5 separate regions of the Mus musculus genome follow, and regions 1, 2, 4 and 5 are each linked to region 3. A link is a contact called in public HiChIP or PLAC-seq data. All regions are on one chromosome and are shown on one strand. The core of a region is the stretch at or near the end of the contact, and the rest is flanking DNA. Distances in the headings are between cores, read along the strand shown. Region 1 overlaps Sh3glb2 (SH3-domain GRB2-like endophilin B2). Region 2 overlaps Nup188 (nucleoporin 188). Region 3 holds the start of Ntmt1 (N-terminal Xaa-Pro-Lys N-methyltransferase 1). Region 4 has its middle 7.1 kb from the start of Gm14487. Region 5 holds the start of Ncs1 (neuronal calcium sensor 1).

What was found. HiChIP or PLAC-seq counts read pairs in DNA pulled down with a chosen protein or histone mark.
Region 1: a contact with region 3 is called in an H3K4me3 HiChIP or PLAC-seq map of pro-B cells, with 3 times the contacts expected there. The contact joins the enhancer-like site here to the promoter of Ntmt1 in region 3. A contact is called at or near these places in 12 of 39 promoter capture datasets (the 3T3-L1 cell line, the C10 cell line, embryonic stem cells and 7 more), 2 of 15 datasets of contacts at CTCF or cohesin (embryonic stem cells and pro-B cells), 1 of 484 Hi-C or Micro-C datasets (the N1E-115 cell line), 7 of 115 datasets of contacts at active chromatin or transcription factors (bone marrow-derived macrophages, craniofacial prominence, embryonic limb bud and 4 more) and 4 of 9 other capture datasets (adipose tissue, liver, macrophages and 1 more).
Region 2: a contact with region 3 is called in an HNF4G HiChIP or PLAC-seq map of pancreatic cancer cells. The contact joins the enhancer-like site here to the promoter of Ntmt1 in region 3. A contact is called at or near these places in 4 of 39 promoter capture datasets (the C10 cell line, cranial neural crest, liver and 1 more), 5 of 115 datasets of contacts at active chromatin or transcription factors (embryonic forebrain, embryonic stem cells, large pre-B cells and 2 more) and 2 of 9 other capture datasets (embryonic stem cells and liver).
Region 4: a contact with region 3 is called in an HNF4G HiChIP or PLAC-seq map of pancreatic cancer cells. The contact joins the enhancer-like site here to the promoter of Ntmt1 in region 3. A contact is called at or near these places in 5 of 39 promoter capture datasets (the HPC-7 cell line, frontonasal cranial neural crest, neural stem cells and 2 more), 5 of 484 Hi-C or Micro-C datasets (the HL-1 cell line, the N1E-115 cell line, bone marrow-derived macrophages and 2 more), 20 of 115 datasets of contacts at active chromatin or transcription factors (acute myeloid leukemia, bone marrow-derived macrophages, craniofacial prominence and 13 more) and 4 of 9 other capture datasets (adipose tissue, liver, macrophages and 1 more).
Region 5: a contact with region 3 is called in an H3K4me3 HiChIP or PLAC-seq map of embryonic stem cells, with 5 times the contacts expected there. The contact joins the promoter of Ncs1 here to the promoter of Ntmt1 in region 3. A contact is called at or near these places in 1 of 39 promoter capture datasets (the SN4741 cell line), 1 of 484 Hi-C or Micro-C datasets (CD4 T cells), 2 of 115 datasets of contacts at active chromatin or transcription factors (embryonic stem cells and memory CD8 T cells) and 1 of 9 other capture datasets (adipose tissue).

What each region holds. Positions count from the first base shown.
Region 1 is chr2:30,348,088-30,350,927 of GRCm38.p6, reverse strand. It overlaps Sh3glb2 (SH3-domain GRB2-like endophilin B2), which reads left to right. Exons shown (of 12, transcript NM_001289709.1): 4 at 211-344; 5 at 548-640; 6 at 2,311-2,373. Among named protein-coding and RNA genes, the nearest start is that of Sh3glb2, 9.8 kb to the left of the region's middle. Within about 2 kb of position 1,512, at least 33 of the 459 cell types and tissues checked have an H3K27ac peak or open chromatin away from gene starts, as enhancers often do. A contact at or near this core is called in bone marrow-derived macrophages, pancreatic cancer cells and pro-B cells, where this site is marked.
Region 2 is chr2:30,318,017-30,320,716 of GRCm38.p6, reverse strand. The region is part of intron 15 of Nup188 (nucleoporin 188); the gene reads right to left. Among named protein-coding and RNA genes, the nearest start is that of Gm39780, 21 kb to the right of the region's middle. Within about 2 kb of position 1,261, at least 8 of the 459 cell types and tissues checked have an H3K27ac peak or open chromatin away from gene starts, as enhancers often do. A contact at or near this core is called in pancreatic cancer cells, where this site is marked.
Region 3 is chr2:30,806,709-30,809,408 of GRCm38.p6, reverse strand. It overlaps Ntmt1 (N-terminal Xaa-Pro-Lys N-methyltransferase 1), which reads right to left and starts at 1,441. Exons shown (of 4, transcript NM_170592.3): 1 at 1,326-1,441.
Region 4 is chr2:30,526,260-30,528,959 of GRCm38.p6, reverse strand. No RefSeq gene overlaps it. Among named protein-coding and RNA genes, the nearest start is that of Gm14487, 7.1 kb to the left of the region's middle. Within about 2 kb of position 1,304, at least 28 of the 459 cell types and tissues checked have an H3K27ac peak or open chromatin away from gene starts, as enhancers often do. A contact at or near this core is called in the HL-1 cell line, the N1E-115 cell line and pancreatic cancer cells, where this site is marked.
Region 5 is chr2:31,244,506-31,247,205 of GRCm38.p6, reverse strand. Ncs1 (neuronal calcium sensor 1) reads right to left here and starts at 1,283. Exons shown (of 8, transcript NM_019681.3): 1 at 964-1,283. The coding sequence starts at 1,027.

The DNA of each region.
Region 1 (2,840 bases), core at 263-2,762, 460 kb after region 3:
TTGAGACACCAGGTCTCATGCCCTGCCTACAAGGCAAGGCTCCACCCCAGCCATGCCAGTAGCCCCTGTCCATGTGTCTTGTTAGGTGTGCAGCTCGTCTGTCTGTCTCAGGTTGGCAACTCTGTAGGTTGCCTATCCTTGCTTGGTAGCCCTGTTGGAGGTGGAGTGGCTGGTGTTTGCCTCTTTCTCACCCTACAACTCTCTTGCCAGGGAAGACGCTGATCAAGGTGTCAGAAGCTGAGAAGCGCCTCGGAGCAGCAGAGCGGGATTTCATTCACACTGCCTCCCTCAGCTTCCTCACACCCCTGCGGAACTTCCTAGAGGGGGACTGGAAAACGATTTCGGTGAGGAGTCTGGGGCCGCTCCTCCGAACTCTACACATAGGTTTTCATCCCAGGCAGGGAGGGAATCCAGACCTCCATAAAGGTGGCTCCTGCAGGCTGAGTGACCAAGAATGACTTTCCATTTGTGGTTCTCAGTTTGCCAGGGGTCTCTGGTCAGGTCTGGCCAGGTCTGGCCCGTCTCACTGTCCCTGTCATCCCTGCAGAAGGAGAGGCGGCTCCTGCAGAACCGGCGTCTTGACCTGGATGCCTGCAAAGCCCGGCTAAAGAAGGCCAAGGCAGCCGAAGCCAAAGCCACGGTAAGTACTCCTGCCCCTCCTTGCTTCCAGGCACTGGGGTGGAGTGTGCAGGGACCTGGTGTTTAGCATGCTCTTCCTCCTTGGCTGGGGCTAGACTGCGCTGCCTGGTCAGGTCATGGTCTCTGTCCCCACCCCAGGGAACTCTAGTGGCTCTAGACAGACATGTATGAGGTGGGCAGACTCACAGTGCCTGTAACTGGGCTGGGCACTCTGCAAGCCTCTAGGACATTAGATGGAATTCTTGCATGCCTTTCCTGCCTCCATGGGTGCTCAGCCTGTCCCTGCCTGGGCATGGCTCCCTCACTAACTCTCCACCTGCTGCTTGAACATGGGGTACACAGTGCCCTATGCTTAGATTCCCCTAGGCTGTGGAGAGCACTAGAGCTGGCCAGCCCCCATAGCCCACACAGGCCTGGGCCGGCCTGCTTCTCCTACACCAACCAGGATGGGACAGGTTGCATCAGAAGGGTCAGGCACTGTCTTGGTATGCAGGCTGCTTAAGGGTGTAAGGGATCTAACAGCCAACATGGGTCCTGAGAAGGAAAGTCCTAGACCCAGGGTCTGTTAGGGAAACTCCTATGCCTCTCAGCCTCTCAGCTGAAGAAAGGTGGGCCAGGCTAGGCGAGCCTGCTGGGCTCTCCACTGCCTGTAACTCGCCACCATTCTACCCTTCCTCCCTACAGCATGGTCACTGTGCTCACTGGGGCTGACACTGCCTCTGGCGAGAGCCATAACAGGGTCCCGGGTCACCAGTGTGCTTCGTCCATATGTGAAGAGAGTATGGCTCTTGGGATCACTTGTGCAGAGCAGCCCCACTCCCTGTCACACTCCCTGTCACTTTTGCCTCTCCTTAGTCACTGCAGGGTAACCGCTTCCCCTTGGGGCCCAGAGGGCCTTGGGCCTGTGAGTCACATGAGGTATGAGCAGTGTCCCTAGGGCCTGCTCCCCAGGACTCCTGAGGGGTCTGGCTGTGCCTGCTCCCCCTGCTGTGGACTTACTAACTCTCTTGTTTTTGTTCCTTTCCCTTCTGCTTTGGGTAACTTGGCTCAGTGTGAGGGCGATGTGAGTATACCCGTCCCATGTGCTGTGCTGCTTCCAGTTCGCCCATCCCGCCCGAGGGCCCAGGTGCTGCGGCCAGCCCAGGGCATGCCCTCGGGTTTTTGCAATTGGCTGCAGAGTCTCTGGTTTGTGGGGATGCAGGCATTGGCCTGTGAGGCAGCTTCTTGCAAATGTTAAAAGCCTGTCACTGTCCACCCATGCATCCATCTATCTACTCTTGTGGGGAGGGATCTGGCCTTGACGGAGGAGCCAGAAACAGCGTGGTGAAGTTCTGAGCTGGAGAGAGCTGTGGTGGGGAGGGCTGCGCACCTGTTGGGCCTCTCTGTGTGCCTGAGACCCAGAAGAGGGGCAGGCCTAGCCTGTGGGTTCCTTGGGCTCCCAGCACATCTGTCCAATGGATCTTCAATTTGGACCCATTGAGCCCCTAAGCCCGTCTCATCTCCAGCTGGCTGGAGTGGGCAGAGGGTCTGTGTTGTATCTGTCTTTCCTCTTGTCCCAGGGGCCAGGGTTTCTTGCATCTCCTTATAGGAGACCCTGGGGCCACCTCCTGGCCTCAACACTGGTCCTGGCCCAGGGTGACCCCTCTCCCCATGAACTCTGTTCCCTGCCAGACGGTGCCTGACTTTCAGGAGACTAGACCTCGTAATTACATTCTATCGGCCAGCGCCTCCGCGGTAAGCAACCCTCCTGCCATTCCTTGCCCCACCCTGGCCTCCTTGGCCCACAGCTCTTGTCACTGGCTCTGCCAGCGCAGAACCAGAAGACAGCAGGTGAGGCAAAGGGTCCTGCTCATGTTGCAGGTTGCCCTGAGGGGCTGAGGTGCAGCTCAGAACAGGGAAGTGACAACTCCATGTGGCCCTGTCTGGTCCAGCAGGCAGGCTGGACTGGCTTCTCCCTAGGCAAGGTAGAAGATATTTTGACTAGCTGTCCAGAAAAACCCCTTCGTGTCCTTAGGACAGCACAGTACCACCTCTAGGGAACCTGAGGAAATTTCCATTCTGCACTTTCTCCCACAAAGTCACAGCACTCCAGCCTCCTTATGGGTCTGGGGGGACCCTGAGGAAAGAGGGGGGCCGCCTAGGTCTGGCTTCCTGTCTCAGACTCTTGCCTTAGCACCATGGTAGGTTGCAAACTAGATGGC
Region 2 (2,700 bases), core at 12-2,511, 490 kb after region 3:
AGGACCAAAGGGATGAGCGAGGTAGTTGCTGGTCCTTGTAGGAGACAGCAGCAGAGGGCACACAGCCAGGACAGTAGGCTATGCCCCTTTCTCTGTAGTACTGAAGTATGCTCTGCAAAAGTGGCACGTATGGTTAGCCAAGCAGTCATCACCCTGGTGCCAGGAAGGTTTACAGAGCACGTTCATCTTTCAATTTTTTTTTTTTTTTGAGACAGGGTTTCTCTGTGTAGCTCTGGCTGTCCTGGAACTCACTCTGTAGACCAGGTTGGCCTTGAACTCAGAAATCTGCCTGCCTCTGCGTCCGGAGTGGTGGGATTAAAGGCGTGTACCACCACTGCCCGGCGATCTTTAAATATTTTAAGGCAGACCATAAAGACTACCATTTTGACTTAGCTTTGTGGAATATTCTAAAAGCGAGGAGAACTAAACTGGCAAAATAATGTTTGAGTCTTTCCAAATCTTAGCCGTCTACATTGCTGTACAAGCTGTTCTCACCACAGCTGTACACTGGACCACTGCTCTCTGTATAAAGAATACTATTCCACTGAGACGGAGTGGAAGAAGCAACAAGACTCTACTGGGTAGAGCAAGCAATGTACAGAGTCAACAGTGTCTGACAGAATTCCCACTGTAGTGCAGATGGTGATCCTATGATGGTGGTCCTTTTCATGCAGCTTGCTAATCCAGTCTTCGTCCTTTTGAGACAGGGTCTCAATATTTAACCCTGGCTATCCTAGAACTTGCTGTGTAGACCAGGTTGGTCTTGTACTCTGCCTGTCTCTGTCTCTACCACTGTCAGCCCAATTTAAATCTTAACAACCATTCACACAAAACAGGTCATTAGAAGGATTATCTATTTTCTACATCTTTGAGCCTACTAACTTTTTTTGTTTGTTTGTTTGTTTGTTTTTGAGACAGGGTTTCTCTGTGTAGCCCTGGCTGTCCTGGAACTCACTCTGTAGACCAGGCTGGCCTTGAACTCAGAAATCCGCCTGCCTCTGCCTCCCAAGTGCTGGGATTAAAGGCATGTGCCACCATGCCCGGCAAACCTATTAACTTTTAAGTCTGATTTATAATATGACACCAAATAATGTGTAATGGTGACAAGTGAGACCCATCTCCTTTTTGGTGTGTCACCCGAGATAAACTACAGCACTGGAGCAGAGGTGACCCTCCAAACCCACACTGCACATCAGTTCATGGGCCACACATGACTTGGGCAGGAAGTCAGTGTAATCAGCAATGGACTTTCACTTACTTTAACTCTGACATCACTAAGCAAACAATCCCCAAAGTCTCTCCACAAGGTGGAGCTTCCAGGGAGCGTATAGAAAGCACATCTGACAGTATCAGAAGAAAATGTGCATTATTCCGTCCGTGATTTCTACAAGGACTTGTGTGAACACTAAAACTGAGGAGGGCACTTTGGTGCACACCTTTAACTTCTAGCACTCAGGAGGGAGGGTCTATAGGATCTCTGAGTTTGAGGCCAGCCTGGTCTATAGTGTAAGTTCTATGATAGCTAGGGCTATGTAAACAAACAGACACTGTCTCAACACACACACACACACACACACACACACACACACACACACACACACACACACACATAAAACAACCCATCCAAAAAAGATTTTAAATCAAATTTGAAGTGCTAAAACTTGGGCTTGAGCTGGGCATGGTGGCGCACGCCTTTAATCCCAGAACTCGGGAGGCAGAGGCAGGTGGATTTCAGAGTTTGAGGCCAGCCTGGTCTACAAACTGAGTTCCAGGACAGCCAGGGCTATACAGAGAAACCCTGTCTCAAAAAAAAAAAAAAAAAACAAACAAACAAAAAAACAAAACAAAACAAAAAAACTTGGGCTTGAGAGATGGCTCAGTGGTTAAAAGCACTGACCACTCTTCCAGAAGTCCTAAGTTCAAATCCCAGCAACAACATGGAGGCTCACAACCATCTGTAATGGTATCCAATGCCCTCTTCTGGTGTGTCTGAAGACAGCTACTCATGTATTCACATACATGAAATAAATATATCTTAAAAAAAATACTAAAACTAAACACAATATAGGAATATTTCACTAGTATCAACATGTACATACAGAAAACAGCAAAACTGTTTTTCTTCTAGTTTGATATTTGAATTATATGTATATAAAAAGATGGGTGCTCTGAAGAACACTTTAGGGCTGGATCCTATCTCATACTGCATAGACTCTGTGGGAAAAATGTTTAAATAGGAAACCTGAAACCTCCAGTGTTTAAGGGGTGAAAAGTCATTAAGTCAGAATAAACACACACACGCACACACACACACGCGCGCGCACACACTTGCGCGCACATGCTCCCATGTCCTCAGCAGGGCTTTCCTTCAGAAACCAAGCAGTGAGTGTCCTAGCATAAGAGAACATGCTCACAAAACCTTTGGGGTTAGTGTGCCTGCTACTAACACTGTCAACTTGACACAAGCTGGAGTCATACAGCAAGCATCTCAACTGAGACAATACCCCTCTAGCCTGGCCCGTAGGTAAGTCTGTGAGGCATTTTTTGGACTAACAATTGATCTGGAAGGCCCAGCCCACTGTGAGTGGTCTCAGCCCTGGGCAGGTATGAGAATGCAGGCTGAGCAAGCCAAGAGGAGCCAACCAGTAAGCAGAGTTTCTCCATGGTCTCCGTGTCACTTCCTTTGATAATGAACTGGAA
Region 3 (2,700 bases), core at 192-2,691:
AGTGTCTGAAGACATCAAAAGTATACTTGCATACATATAACAAATTTTTTTTTTTTTTTTTTTTGGTTTTTTGAGACAGAATTTCTCTGTGTAGCCCTGGCTGTCCTGGAACTCACTCTGTAGACCAGGCTGGCCTTGAACTCAGAAATCCGCCTGCCTCTGCCTCCCAAGTGCTGGGATTAAAGGTGTGCAGCACCACTGCCCGGCAATAAATAAATCTTTAAAAAAAATCTTAAAACACAATTTTTCTCTCTGTCTTTCTGTCTGGTTTTTGAAATAGGGTTTCTCTGTGTAGCCTTGACTGTCCTAGAACTCATTCTGTAGACCAGGTTGGCCTCAAACCCAGAGATCCACCTGCCTCTGCCTCCTGGATGCTGGGATTAGAGGCGTGTGCCACCTCTGCCTAGTTCAAACATAGTTAAAAAGATCAAGTAAGGAAAACGTGTTAAAACCTCCAAATCACACAGACCCTGGTAAAGCTGGAGCCCACCTATGAGATCATGTGGCCTTTGGTCAGTCCAGAAGATGCAAACACAAGCTCCGGGTACACCCAGAACCACACACCTGCAGACTCTGACCTTTTGATTATGTGGCTCTGGCCTTCAGGAAAGCATCCCCCCTCCCCCCAACACACACACAAGCACACACACAGGAAAGCCAGCTTAAGGAAACGATGTGCCTTAAAACAGCACTTGGGAAAGGACCAAAAGTTAGGAGAGGATTTAGGCTTCTCACTTAGACCCCAGTCACTGAGTGCCCCACCCCATACATCATTGTCATCAGTTACAGCACCTGTCCTAGGCCCTTATCAAAAGGATTAAAGACCAAAATGATCACACAGTTGGTGGAGCAGCAAAGCCTGGAGCATCTGGAAAAGATGGCAGGCAGCCTTGCAGAAGAGAGGCTGACCTTGGCCTCAAGGGCTCATGACAGTAACGATGTTGGCCAGAGCTGGAGGCAGTTAAACGTGATGGCAACCCGTGCAACCAAGCACTTAACTGCGAGGACTTGAGCCAAGCACGGCGCCGATTCCACACACCAACCTTGCAGTGGCTGCTTTCCTTATCTCAGAGGGGAAACTGAGGACTGGAAAGTGATGTACGGGCGCGAGTGAAGATACGTCTTGCCAGCCTCCACCAACGTGGCTTCCTCCAACCCAATCCGTGGTCACCAGAGTCCCTGCCCAGGTCTGATCGGTGAACCTCCATGGGACGTGCACGTGGGCCAGGGCCAGGCCCAGGTCACTTGACGACGGGGCCTCACCGCTTCAGGCAGTTGGGGTGAGCACCTCCCTCCTCCCTGGCCGCGTCCCTCGCGATACTTACCTGGGTCGGGGCTCCAGGGACCCGAGAGAAAAGGACGGGTTGAGAAGGAGGCTGGCAAAGACCGTAGCCCACAGCAGCCGCCACCACTCTACCGGACCAGACACCTCGCGGCCTCTGCCTTTGTCCGCACACGTCACTTCCCCGAGCCTGGAGGGGGCTGGACTCAAGATCGCTCCGCCCCGAGGCCAGTTCACTCCGCCCCAAGACTAGCTCATCCCTCTCCACAGACAGATAGCCCCTCCCCAGGGCCAGATCGCCGCGTCCCACAGGCAGCTCACGTCCAGATCGTCCCTCCCCCACAGCCAACTCCGCCCTCTCCAGGGCCTGCTCACACCTCTCCACGCCCCCACAGCCAACCCCGCTCCACGGCCTGCTCACTCGACACGCCCAGAACTTCTCTCCGCGCGACTAACTCGCCCCTCCCCACGCCCAGCTCGCCCAAACACAAGACCAGCTAGTTCCGCCCCACGGCCAATTCGCCCCTCCCCATCGCTACCTCGCTTGTCCCCGAGGCCAGTTCACCCCGCCCCCTGGCCAGATCGCCGCACTCCAAGGTTTGATCGCCCTATTCTTCGGCCAGATCGCCTTTTCCTTCGGGATCCTAACCCAGTTTTTTGCCTACGCGCAGGGACTTCATGATGAAGGATCCACAGCTGATATCTCACACACTTGAGGGTGTAGCTCTTTTAAGACAAGAGTCCAACTGAGTTCTGGCCGTAAACTTCAGGATCCTTCTGCATCATCGACGTGGTTGCTGGGGTTACAGGCACGCGCCTCCATGCGCCACAAGGCTGGATTCTTAAAAACCAACATCATGAGAGTTTTCCACCCTAAAAGGAGAATTAAGCCGGGCGTTGTTGGCGCACGCCTTTAATCTCAGCACTCGGGAGGCAGAGGCAGGCGGATTTCGAGGCCAACCTGGTCTACAAAGTGAGTTCCAGGACAGCCAGGGCTATACAGAGAAACCCTGTCGGGGGGGGGGGGGGAGGAGGATTAAAAGCCATTGTTGCTCAAATCCACCCATGCCCACTAGTATATTAAAATAATATATCAACCCAGGAAAGAGAACAGGAAAGAAAGGCTTTGACAGAGGTAAGGATTGCCAGGCCAAATAAAGCAGAAATCTAGAAGTTTGCCCTCCTGAGGACCGCCCTTCCCTATCCACTCAGACAATCTGCACCGGGTCTTGAAGGAAAGATGAGCTTGCTGCATGCAAACCCCCTCTAACCGCCTCGGAGTTCTAAGTTGCCTCTTCTAACTGGTGGATGTAATGATTCAGCTACAATACTCTGAGGGTTAAATTTGTGGGATTTGCGAGTTTAGGCTAGAGTCTAGTGGGGCTTGCAGGCAATGAAGGTTATCATAATAAGTATTT
Region 4 (2,700 bases), core at 55-2,554, 280 kb after region 3:
ATATGTATATGTGAGTGTGTGTGAGTGTATTGTGTGTATATATGTGTGTGTGAGTGTGTGTGTGTACCAAGGCATGCACATAGAGGTCAGAGGTCCACTTGCTGTGAGAGTCAGCTCTCTCTTTCACTGTGTGGGTCCCAGGGATTGAACTACTGTCATCAGACCCCCTGATAAGCCTCCTCTACTTTTTGTTTTGTTTTTGAGGCAGGATGTCACTCCATAATGATATCGACCTAAACCGGCCTTGAACACACAGCAATCTTCCTAGCACAGCCTTCCCAGCACAGGGACAACAGGTATGAGCTACTGCACCTGGCCAAAGGTTTTCAAAGAAATAAATCCAATAAAAGGCAAGTTTGTACGATCACCTGTGAACACAAAGCAACAAGAAACAGCCAGGTGTGGTGACTCAAGAGTCTGCGGCAGAAAGATTGTGAGTTCAGGGCCAGCCTGAGCTACATAACAAGTTCCTGCCTCAGAGTGTGTATATATTAATTTTAAAAATGCTATAAGACAATATAGCAAGTTCATAAAAGAACAGAGTAGAGGTGTCCTGGAGAGATGTTTGGTGCTGATGAGCACTAGTCAGTGCTCCTGCAAAGGACCCAGAATCAGTTCCTAGGCCCCTCACAGTGGCTCACAACCTTCTGTACCTCCAGTCCTAGGGGATCTAACACACTCTTCTGTCCACAGGGACCAGGCACACACACACACAGTGAACAGACAGACAGGCAGACATGCAAGTCAAAACAGTCATACAATAAAAGCAAATAAAGACACAAAATTAAAAGATAAATAAGACCAGAAGTGCTGGACGTGATTGTGACAATGACTGTGACAATGACTGCGAGGAGATGCAGAGGTCAAGGATGTGGCTCAGTGGTAGAGCAGCAGCCTAGCACATACAGGTAGTTGCATTTGCTCTCCAGCGATATGATAAGCCAGTACGTAAATAAACTAAAGCCCTGAGATTTTATTTCTGACTCATTGCTGATGGTGCTGTACACATCTGAATTTTGGTGTCTTGCCATTAAACCAAAGAGCTGCAAGTTTGCGATATCAGTTCTTTGTGGATTGTTCACTCGCTTGTGTTCCATCTGCCTTTAGGGACCCCACATCCAGAGCTACACAACATGGCCACTTAAGAACTCAGAGACCTCCTCCTTTCAGGAGTTAAGAGCCCCTAGGGCTCCCTGCAGTCTTTGAAATTGGAGAACGAAAGCTTTGGGGACCATGGGCTCAGCCACATCAATGGAGCTCCTTCCTGTGGCATCGTGGGTCGTGCTCCCTGTGACTCACATCCTCCTCCTCCCTCCATCTCCTCTCTGAGTAATAAGCAATTAAAACAAGGGATGAAAAGACAATCTAGGGATGGTGGGAGAATGGATTCAATTCAGCCAAAGAAAGAATTAGATTAAAAGAAGATAGGTCAGAAGGAAATATCCAGGTCCAGCAATATGGCTTGCCACCAAGCACGGACGCCTGAGTTTGATCCATGAAACCCACGTGGTGAAGGAGAGAACTGATTGCCAGCTGTCCTTTGACCTCCCCATGTACCCGAGGCATGTGAAAATGCTTCAAGTGTTTATGAGCTGAAGAGATGGCTCAGCTCTTCAGCACTTGCTGCTCTTGCGGAAGACTCAGGTTAGGTTCCCAGCACCGACCCGGCAGCTCACAATCATCTGTAATTCCAGCCTCCTCCGATCTCTGAGAGCACCAGGCACACACACGGTAGACACATATACATACATTCAGATAAAACACTCATACACATAAAATAAACCTCTAAAATAAACATCTAAGACAAAACATCCAAAATGCATTTCAGAGAAGCATAAAATGGAGAGATTGGGGGAAAAAACAGACTAAAAAAAGATAGGGTTTAATTGAATCTCAGAGAGAAGGGAAGTAGACAGAAACAATGTTTAAAGATGATTCTTGCCTCATGGTAGTGGTGCACACCTGTAATCCCAGCACTCGGAAGGCAGAGGCAGGCAGATCTCTGTGAGTTCGAGGCCAGCCTGGTCTACAGTGCTAGTTTCAGGACAGCCAGAGCTACACAAAGAAGTCCTGTCTCGATAAACCGGGGGAGGGGGGGGAGGTGATTCTATGGGCTGTGGGTATGACTTGTGGATAGAGCCCTTGCCTACCATGTATGAGATCCTGGGCTCTATCCCCAAACCACATAGACTGAGATGGTAGCTTAGCCAGCCAATGAGTCTCTAGAACTGATGGATGCCAACAAGCCACAGGTTGAAGAGAAATGAAAATAATCCAGACCTCAGTCTGCCACACAGAGGCTGCCCCGAGCATCATGGGTAAGCAGGCCACAATCCTGTGAACAGACAGTAGCCACAGCAGCTCCAGGGCAAGCAGACATCACAGAACCCAGAGGCCTGGAGCCATGGAAAGAACAGCCCTTCCAACTGGATGGTCACTACTAAGAAAGCCCCTGGCTAGAGCCGGGGGCAGAAGCTCCAGCCTGAACACCATGACAGCAGCCTGGTGTCAACAGGGGTCACTGGAGGACAGCAAGGTTGGGATGTGAGCCTCTGAAGGGTACAGCCAGGCACACTCACTGTGGACTCCTGGGGAGCCCTAAAAGGCCAGGCTTGGTTGTCACAAGCTCCCAGTGTGGTAGCTCAGAGAGTATGAATCCAGATGAAAGTTTGGGGGAGGATGCATTTGGTGTTGGATTGT
Region 5 (2,700 bases), core at 34-2,533, 440 kb before region 3:
CCAGGAGAGCCCAGGCAGTAAAGCCCCCTTTGTTCTAAGTCTGGGAGAGTGAGGAGCATGGGGCTAAGGCACTAGGTTGACCAAGACCTGCAAACGTGCTCAGAAGACCGATACCGGGGGTGGGGGTGGGGGTGAGAGCAGAGACCATGCACTGCACCAGAGCCTCCATCTACACCGAGCTGTCAGTTAACTGCCTGTCTTTCCGGGTGATGCAGAGCGCTCAGCCAAAGCTTCCCAGGACCCACTTCCAGGGCCACCCCTGGAGAGGCTGCGAGGAGGGGGGACACCTGGTGTGGAGGCACTAAAGATGCAGAGGCAGATCTGTGAAGTTGGGCAAGTGGAGAGCCACGCCTGGGACTGATCTAGTGGACCGTGGAGTGGGACAGACCTTCCTTCGCTCGTCAGCTCGGGCCATGTAAACCCATTTCCTGGTGCGGTAGAGACAGGAGAAGGGAAGGGGGGATGGAGAATACAGCCCAACCGTGCGACATCTAAGAGGGCGCCCAGGACCCTTGGCCCTCTACCGTCACTACCTGAGCGTTCTACCAGTCTCGCCAGCCCTCTTCCTCCCAACACAGTCACACTTGCCAGGGAGGGGGCGACAGGCCAACCTCGCAAGAGGCAGGAGCCGCAGCAGCATCATTAAGCATGAATCACCCACCCACCCTGCTCCAAGCAGGAGAGCCACACAACGCCCGGGCGCCCCCTCCTGGGACCACTGCCCCCCGCCCCGGCACAGCCCGGGTCCTTCGGACAGGAGGGGAGCAGCGGGTGGGCTGCGGATGCCCTGAGGACCCAGAGTGGTCCCTGGAGCACGCTGACAGGCGACACCCAGCCATGGCCGGGGGCGGGGGCGCGGATAGAACAATGGGCCAGGTGCGGGGCAGGGGCGCGGCCGGGAAGGGCGGAGGGAAGGTCGCGGCTCGATGGGGAATCGGGGATCTGGGATCGGGGCTCACTCACAGTAGGTTTTTCTGGTCAGCTCCTCCACAACTTCAGGCTTCAACTTGCTGTTGGATTTCCCCATGCTCGGCGGCCGCGGCCCCCGCTCCCCGGGCCGGACCCGCTCGGGGCGCCCAGCGGGAGCGGTTGGGTCGGGCCGGGGTGCGCGGAGGCCGGCAGGCCGGGCTGGGCCGGGCCGGGGCCGCGCCTTTGTCTGGCCGTGCCCGCGCGTCCCGTGCGCGGGGCTCCGGCGTGCTGCGCGACCGCGGCTGACGGTTCAAGGGGCCTCGGGGACCCGGCGAGGGCCAGGCCTTGGCGGTGCAAGCGGCCACGGCGAGGAGTTGCGCGGGGCTGAGAGCCGCAGCCGCCGGGGCTCGGTTGCCGCGGTCGTCCCTGGTTACTGGGCTGCGTAGCACATGCTCGCTACTGCTGCGCCGCCGCCGCCCCTACGCTCCCCGCCTCCCGCCCGCACCGGCGCGCCAGGGGTGGACTCGGAGCCGCCACTCATCGCCCGGCGCCACCTCCCGCCCAGCTCCGACAGGCGCGAGCTCCGCGTTGAGGCACCCCCTCTCCTGTTGGCTCTCCGGGGACGCTGGGAGGTCGCCGCACCGCCCCCTCCGCCGATCCATTCCCCCCTCTCCGCAGCGGCGTGGGCAGGGAGGGCCCGGAAAATCGGACGTGAACGAGGCCAAATCCCTGCCCGGCGCAATTCATTCATTCCACTTAGATGTGTTGGGCGCTGGGGACCTGGCGGCCAAGAGGACAGACGCGATCCCAGACCTCTCCAGGAGCATCCTGATGTGCTGGCTGGCATGGGTTTCGGTGGGAACACTTTTGCCTGGCCTTGAGGGAAGTGACTTCAGATTGAGAGAGGAATGGGGTATCAACCTGGAAGGGGTCTGGCCTGGGAGGGAGAGCAGCCTCTACACCCGGGGCTCCAGGCAAGGCTGGGAATGATCTGAGGCCAGGCAGAAGGGCCAGAGCTTCTGGAGACCAGCCTGGCAAGCCGCTTTCCCCAAAGACCTGGCCTCTGTCCCCGGTGCCCAGGAGTACTTGCAGTTCAAACCTTCTCTGTTGTGGGGCTTGCTTGAAGTGGCCAGAGGGAGCAGAGCCTGTTGGTGGGGCTCCATGCCTGGAAGCCTGCAGCTGGGGAAGGACTCCAGGAAAAGGATGGCCTGCTCTCCCCTCCTCCCAAAATGTCATCGTAATTGAGACCTCTCCTGACTTTCTGCCCAACTCTGTCTCCTTAACAGCTCAGGAAAACTTGGACCTCTTAGTCCATTGGCGCTTGCTTCTTCCAAAGAATGAGCCTCAGGGGGAGGGGAGCAGAAATATGTCTTGCTCTCAGAAGGCCCTGAGGGCCAGTGGCAACTTCTGTGAGCCAGTCTTAGTAGCAGAGGCCAGGGAGCCAGCCCAGCTAAACAGGGAAGTGGGTGGGGAGGCAGTAGGATCCCTGGTTCACAACTGGCTTAGACAACATTAGGAGGAAGAGTTCTCAGGGAAAGGCATGAAAATAGATCGGGTAGGGGAGGAATGACCCATGCCAGGAACCAGAGCCCTGGAAAGACCATGGCAAGATGAAGCCATTCCCTCCTGAGCCAGCAGGGATGCAATCACGGACAGAATTTCTTTTTTTCCCTCTCAGAGGGTGTAAAACCCTGCCTGGGGCGATGGTACCTTTCAACCCCACCTCTTGCATGTCTCCAGCCTTCAGATGGTCTCGGTTCCTTCCCTTACATGAGCCCAGGCCAGACCCAG